Regions from separate parts of the Sus scrofa genome. Here region 2 is linked to region 1. Evidence: chromatin contacts called from public promoter capture Hi-C data. All regions are on one chromosome and are shown on one strand. Each heading gives the region's core, a stretch centred on a gene start, on an enhancer-like site or on the middle of the called end of the contact. The rest is flanking DNA. Distances are from core to core; before and after follow the strand shown. Region 1 holds the start of RHBDF2 (inactive rhomboid protein 2). Region 2 holds the start of TRIM47 (tripartite motif-containing protein 47).

What was found. Promoter capture Hi-C pulls out the DNA fragments that hold promoters and counts their contacts.
Region 2: a promoter capture Hi-C map of fetal skeletal muscle shows a contact between it and region 1, with 3 times the contacts expected there. The contact joins the promoter of TRIM47 here to the promoter of RHBDF2 in region 1. A contact is called at or near these places in 1 of 5 promoter capture datasets (fetal skeletal muscle) and 1 of 2 datasets of contacts at active chromatin or transcription factors (alveolar macrophages).

Annotation. Positions count from the first base shown.
Region 1 is chr12:5,006,955-5,010,779 of Sscrofa11.1, reverse strand. It overlaps RHBDF2 (inactive rhomboid protein 2), which reads right to left and starts at 2,246. Exons shown (of 19, transcript XM_021066584.1): 1 at 2,227-2,246.
Region 2 is chr12:5,533,486-5,537,152 of Sscrofa11.1, reverse strand. It overlaps TRIM47 (tripartite motif-containing protein 47), which reads right to left and starts at 1,894. Exons shown (of 6, transcript XM_003131190.4): 1 at 1,118-1,894; 2 at 18-113. The coding sequence starts at 1,816.

The DNA of each region.
Region 1 (3,825 bases), core at 997-3,496:
AGCAAAAGCCACCCACACAGGGTCTTAAATCTAGCCATTTGGCAAACAGCTGCCGCATGTGGGGTCGATCCTGCAATCCCTCCGCTCCTTAGACATTCCCTCGCAGGGGCTCCAACTCTAGGCCCTCCCCCTTGGCTTTTCACCCAGTTAGGCTGATACCTAGGGTCCCCTCTGCCCTGGAGTTGGCGGGGGGTGGGGGGGTGGGGGTGGAGAGAGTCTGCGACCTAAAGACGAGTCCCTCCCTAACCTAACGCAGAGCCCCGGGGGAACCGGAGCGGGGCAGCCTTCCCAAGCCTCTCTGCCGAAAAATCAGGACTTTGGGGTCCAGTTTCTGAGCTCTGGACCAGCCTGGCAAGAAGCCTCCCCGGCCGCACCTGTTTCCACCTCGGCGGCAGGCTGAACCGAAAAACCCCGCCCCGGCCGCGACTGCTCACCCAGGAGAAAGGGGAGGGGAGCAGAAGGTATGAATTCCAGGCGCTTCTGGGACGAAGGCGGGACGGCGCGGTCCGGCCCTAGGGCTGTCCCCTCTCTTCCTCCCGGGACTTTAAACTTCGGCCCAATTGTCATGCCCCCATCTCTGGTGACCCATGGCCCACGAACCCCTTAGGCGCCTCGTCCCAGCCGAGCACAAGAAGCCAGCACACCCGGTCCAGCGGCCCCTTGAAGTCCAGCCCTGGCCTCTGGCCCCAGGCTTGGCCCACGTGGGGCCCGAGAACTCCGCAGGCCGGCCCCCTCGCCGCCGCGCACCGCCGCCCCAAGGCGTGCTCCGGCGCAATCCCGCGGCCCCTCTGGCACCGGCCGCCCGGCTGCCGCGAGCCCGGCCCCGCCCGCTGCCCCGCGCTCACCTCCCTGCGGCCCCAAGTCCCCAGGACGCAGCTCCGAGCGGCGCCGGCCAGCGGCTGGGCGGTGGCTCCTGGGGGCGGGGCCCCGGCGCTCCGCCTCTTCCCTACCTGCGCGGGGCGGCGGGGGAGGGGGCGGGGCGGGGGCGGGGCCTGGGGCGGGGCCTGGTGCCGGGGGGCGGGGCGGGGCGGGCCGGCCCGGGCCGGGTCCGCGCTGGACGCCAGTGTCCTGCTCTGCGGTTCCTGGGGCAGCGGTGCCCAGCGACGGATCCAGTGGTGTCTCAGCCCGGGCAGAGCCCTATTTTCCGCTGGAGCTCGTCTTCCGGGCGCCATCCTCTCCTCCCCCGACAAAGAGAAAAATCTAGGTCCGAAGTGCCACGATCACGTCAACCCTCTAGAAAAACCACTCCAGTAACAGCCATCTCCCATACCCTCCCTCCAGCGCCTTCATCCTTAGGTCAAACAAGCCTGTTCCCCCGGACCTTTTAGCCCTCACCCTTTCCTTGAAACACATTTGGAAGGTCTCGCCTGTGAGTCCTGTTGCAGCTTCTGCCTCCAGGAAGCCTTCTCTCATCTCTGCCCCTGCCCGCGACTCTCCGTTACCGCCAACGCGCCCTCCTCCGCATCCTCCCGAGGCGGAGGCGCCTTCCAAGGCTGAGGACGGGTCTTACTCAACTTCCCCTGCCCCCACCCTCCCTCGGCATTAAGTCCAGAGCTGGTGCCAATGACAGAAGCGTGCCTAGGGTTTGCCGCTGGGAGAAGCTCTGGCTGGGTGCCTGGGTGGACGGCGGGGTCTCTAGACGAGTCACAGGAATCTTCTTTAGGGCAGACTCAGTAAAACACCCGCGCTGCCTCTGCTCCAATGACGCAGAACCTTCCTGATGGGGCAGAATCTTGGTTCGCATGGATTCCTGCCACGGACGCAGAGGAAAGATGTCAAGATCTGGAGATTCCGGAGTTCCCCGTTGTGGCTTAGCGGGTTAAGAACCCGACTAGTATCCATGAGGATGCAGTTCTATCCCTGGCCTTGCTCAGTGGGTTAAGGATCCAGCGTTGCCCCAAGCTGCAGGAAAAGTCCCAGATGCAGCTCCCATCCAGTGTTGCTGTGGCTGTGGCGTAGGTCTGCAGCTGCAGCTCCAATTCGACGCCTAGCCTGAAAACTTCCCTAGTCTGTAAAAATAAAAACTAAAATAAAATAGAGGTAGGAGTTTCCACTGTGGGGCAGTGGGTTAAGGATCAGGTGTTGCCGCAGCTGTAGTGGGGGGTTGCAGCTGTGGCTGGTATGGGAACCCTGGCTGGGGAACTTCCATATGCCTCCAGCGTGGCTGAAAAAGGAAAAAAAAAAAAACATGGGGCTTTTGTAAGAAGCCCCTTAGAGGGTACTCACTTCTAATTGTTAGCAGCTGCCGTTGAAACTCAGACTGCTCTTACTGTTATCACAGGAGGTCCCCAATGTCTCCTCCAAGCCAGTCTCTATTTGCTCTCAGCCCAGAGAAGCTCTGCTCTGACTCTTGATCTCCCTCCTCTGCTGCAATTTCTCCCCTAGCTCTGCTGCTTCCCTGGGGTGGGGGCAGGCACAGTCCACTTGGCCCCACCCCTGCAGAGTCCCTCAAGCAGCTGCCCTGCAGCCTGAGCCAAAAATTCCTGCACCTCCCCGCTCCCAGAGGCAAGTGCAGACCCATCTACTCTGACGCACTGGGTAGCTGTGGCCCGGGCTGACCCCTGCTGGTGCCAGGATTGCTCAGGGTCTGACTACCTCCAGGGGCAGGGGGCACCCATCTCCCTCCTTGGAGGCCAAGGACCCGCCTAGCCTCCCCCTTCAGACTAGATGAACTAAACGATTGTGTGGGTGGGTGTGTTGGGGGCGGGATCCGGGCTGAGCTCCCAAGGCCAGATGTCCCTTTCTCAGCCCTGGGCCGGCTCTTATCATCTCGCCTTCCCCCTGGAGCAGGCCTCGCCAGCCTGGAGGACCAGAGGTTGATGTGATACTCAAGCCTCCGGGGAGAGGGGCAAGGTCTGGAAGCCTGGGGACAGGAATCTGGCCATGGTGTTGGTCTCAGGGTGGGTCCAGACCTTGATCCTTTGCAGAGCTCCTGAGGAACCCCCCCAGCACCCCTGTTATCACTAACCTGGACAGGGGTGGGGGGTGGGGTGAGAGGGCAGGTAGGGGTGGGGGTGGGGAGTAAAGAGAAGGAAGATCAGCCAGAGAAAGGCTTTGGGGAGTGGAGGGTGGGCCGAAGCTGGAGGATCCCTCGGCAGGAGCACAAGCGGGGACCACGTATCTGGCACCCACAGCATCCAAATCTTGGGAAGCTGCGGGGTACAGAGAAGACCAGAGCCCCACGAGGAGAGCCGGTGTTCTGCCGGGGAGATGAAGCACTCAAGGAACAATGACAGGAAGGGCAGCAAGCCGTCCCGAATCCTTCCCCTGACCCCTGTGGTCTAACACGTTATCTAGCACACGCCACCCTTGAGACAGCTCCAGAAGTGGTACCCTTTCTATCACCTCCATTGCAGGGCTGAGACAGAGGAGGCAGAGAGAGAGAGAGAGGTCGAGCAGCTGGACTTAACTCAGTCACCATCCGACGGTAGACTCTGGCGAGTGGTCCTGCAGGAGCCCCCAGGAGGAGTGGAGGGATTCCAGGTGGCGGCCGATGTCATGGATTTGTCCCATCAGAAACAGGGCACGCTGGGGAGTTCCCTTTGTGACTCAGCAGTTAACAAACCTGACTAGGATCCATAAGGATGCGGGTTCGACCCCGGCCTCGATCCCTGGATTCAGGATCCAGCGTTGCTGTGAGCTGTGGGGTAGGTGGCAGATGGGGCCCAGGTCTGGTGTGGCTGTGGCTGTGGGGTAGTCCGGCAGCTGTAGCCCTGATGCGACCCCTAGCCTGGGAACCTCCATAGGCCGCGGGTGCGGCCCTAAAAAGACAAAAAAAAAAAAAAAAAGAAAGAAACAGGGCACGCTGCCCAGCGTGCAGGTGCT
Region 2 (3,667 bases), core at 645-3,144, 530 kb before region 1:
TTAGGACAGGATCTGACCTTGATGAGGGCCACGGTGCGCCGGGACTGTGCAATGCCGGCGCCCAGCTCATCCATGCGGTCCTCCACGGCGCTCAGGACTTTGGGCTGCTCAGCCTGCAGGTGACATCCTTAAGGAGCACAGGGTCTGGCCGAGGTCACAGCCCTGCACTGGGGTCCCAGGTCTTACCAAGGGTGGTGGTGGGGGACCCAGGAGTGGTATCTGTGCCTAGGTGGAGCTGGGAGTGGCCGCGATGTTGTACAGTACGCCAGGGGGTGCCTCAAGCCCAGGCAGGTGCCATTCCCAAAGGGGAGGGCAGGCAGGCTGGCTGTGGGGTGTCTGCCTCTCCTCTCTGACTTGTGAGCAAGTACAGGGCCATCCATGCTCCTCAATATCGCTCACATTCATTTGGGAGCTTCCCTAGGTGGGGACGAGGCAGAGACTGAGAGAGGACAGGTGGCTGCACAAGCTGGCATTCAGCTGTTCTGAGAATCCCTGTTCTCAAAGAGTTTGTGTCCCCAGTCCAGGCCTGAAAAATGGGGATTCCGGGCAAACCCCCTGGGTCTTATGAGTCACTGCTCCAGGCAGGAGAGACGGAAAATCCCAAGGCCAGAAGTGCCAAGACCCGGCTGAGGGCCAAAGGAAACTGGGGGCGGAGGTAACGAGCTGGACAGCGCCCACATGCTCTCACTGCGGGCCGCCAGGTCAGCTGGACAGAGGGGTCTGTGTGCCGGTGGGTTCGGCCCCACCTCTGCAGCCCTCCTGTCGCCTGCCCCACCCACTGAAACCCTCACCGCAGCAAATCTGAGCTGGGACCGGCATGGGCACGAGCTCTCTGCTGCTTTAAACACCCCCCCCGCCCCCGGCCGCGCCCCAGCCTCGGGACCCCAGCCTGCTTTTCCCGTCCTTTTTGGGTTCACACTGGGTTCCTCCAACCCCCCCCCCCATTCTCATCCTGAGCGAAATGTCCCACAGCGATCAGATGACTGTCCAGGCTGGAAGGGACGGCAAAGGAGGAAATTAAGACCCAGCCTGGGAAGGATGGGGGTGATGGGGCCTCGGCTCTCGAGGCGGGTCACCCGTCCCGGCCGCCCGCCCGCCCGCTGCAACCGCATCCCACCTCCTGGAGCGCGCGCTCCTGCTCCAGCGGCACAAGCTCGTGGCCTCGGTGCTCCTGGGCGGCGCAGGTCTCGCAAAGGCACACGCGGTCCGCGCGGCAGTAGCGCTCCAGCGGCCGCAGGTGGCGCGGGCACAGGCTCTCCTCCAGCCGGCGCAGCGGCGGCACCAGGCGATGTCCGCGCAGCGCGGGGCTGCGCTCGTGCGGGCCCAGATGTGCGGGACAGAAGGAGGCGAGGCAGGAGAGGCAGGAGAGCGCGGCGGGCAGGGCGGCGCCCTCGGGGCACGCGTCGCAGCGCACCGGCTCTTCGCCCTCCGGCCACGGCTCGGGCGCGCTGGGCGCCGATGGCTCCGGAGCGCTGGGCGGCGAGCTGGGCGGCGCGCTGGGCGCCGCCGGCTCGGGCGCCAGGGCTGCGGCCGGGGTCGGCGCCGGGCCTGGGCCGGGCCCCGGGCCCGAGCCCTGACGGAGCTGCAGCAGCTCGGACAGCGTGTGGTTCTTGCGGAGCTGCAGGCCGTCGGGGAAAGGCTCCTGGCACAGCGGGCAGCGGGCCGTGCCTCCCGGCCCCCCGGCGCCCCCCGCGCCGCGGTGCGGCCAGAGCGCGCTCAGGCAGGCGAGACAGAAGTTGTGGCCGCAGGGCAGCGTCACTGGCTCCCGGAGCGGCTCCAAGCAGATGGGGCAGCTGAAGGGCCAGCCGCCGTCCATGGCTCCGCGGCCGCTGGGGCACCGCCTGGGCCGCTCCCGCCTGGGAGGGACCCAGACCGTCCGCGCCGCCGCCCCGCCCCCTGGACCGCAGCCAAGGGGCCCGCCCCCCGCTCGGCCCGCCCCCGGCGCCGCGGGCCCGCCTGCCCGCCCGGGCACCCGCCCCAGCCCAGGCCGCGCGGGACGGCCTCTGGGCCTCGTCTGACCCCCGAGGGCCTCCTGGACCAAAGAGGGAGAGGGAAGAGGGCGGGACGGGGACGGGACACACTGAAAGCAGGGAAGGAGTTCACCCCTCCACGACCCCCCAAACTCCCCCACCCCGTGCCTGCCAGGGGCTCCTAAGGCGCTGGGCGACCTCCGCCCCCCGCCCCGTGTCGCGCCTGCCCCTTGCGCTCCAGACCCCTGGGCAGCACTGTTAGCAAAGTTGCTGAGCTGCTGACGGCAGAGGAAAAAAAAGAACTGCTGACGTGCGCATGTTTTTGCCCCTTAGAGACTCTGTTTACCTCAGGCGGGGAACTTGCGCTCCTCCACAGCTGAAATGGGAAGCTGGGGTCATCCTCCACGTCCCTAGTCTCATCATTCAGTTCCGGTCCCTCCCGTGGTGTGGCCTGGGCTAGGGGTGTGGGTTCCCCAGTTGGAGGCTTTGCTGAGGCTCCTCCAACCATGCACTTAAACCAGTGGGGTTTATTGTATTTAAATTACCTCAACGATGTTAAGCTAAACCCAACAGAGTGGCAACAGAATAACTAAAGTAGCGCTGGGTTGCAACCCAAAGTAGAAAACAAACACTCATGAGTTCCTGCTGATAATAAATAAATCACTGGATAAATAAATGAGGGAGAGTAGACAAATTTCCCATTCAGAGGAATTCCAAACAGATTCTGTAAATACTCCAAGGTGGAGCAGGGCTTCCCAGTCCTTAAGTGCGGGCTGTGCATAGTGACTTCCTTCCAAAGAGAGCAGAAGGGTGACTTGACAGCGGCAAAACCTGGCCAAGACGACCTCAGCCAGTGGTCGCGGTCAACACCGACAGTCATCAGTCATGTCCGCAGTAGGCACCCTGGATGTGATATGAGCTTCCTCCCCCAAACCCATAACCCCACTCTAATTACTAGTAAAACCTCAGACAAATCCCAGTGGAGAGACAGACTACACAGCCCTTGACCAGAACCCCTGGAAACTGTCAAGTTCATCAAAAACCAAACAACAAGAAACGTCTGGAGTACCTGTTGCAGCTCAGTGGGTTAAGAACCCAACTAGTATCCATGAGGATTCAGATTCAATCCCTGGCCTGGCTCCGTGGGTTAAGGATCAGGCATTGCCATGAGCTGCAGGGTAGGTCACAGATGTGGCTGGGATCCAGCATTGCTGTGGCTGTGGCACAGGATCCAGCTGCAGCTCTGATCCAAGCCCTAGCCCAAGAAGGTCCACAGGCCGCAGATGTGGCTGTAAAAAGGAAAAAACAGAAGGAAAAGGAAAAGAGGAAAGCCTGAAAACCTGTCACAGCCAAGCGAAGCCGGAGGACACAGGATAATTCAGTGTAATGTGATTTCTGGGTGCTCCTAAAAGAGAAAAAGGATGATGGGGAAAACTAAGGAAATCTGAACAAATTATGGAATATCATTAATAAGAATGTATCAATATTGGCTCTTTAATTGTGACAAATATATCATAGTCATCATGAGGCAGACAAAAGGGGAAATTATCTTTGCAGCTTTTCAGTAAGTTTGTAACTGTTCTAAAATTAAAAGTTCATTGGAGTTCCCGTCGTGGCTCAGTGGTTAACAAACCCAACTAGCATCCATGAGGAGGTGGGTTCGATCCTTGGCCTTGCTCAGTGGGTAAGGGTCCGGT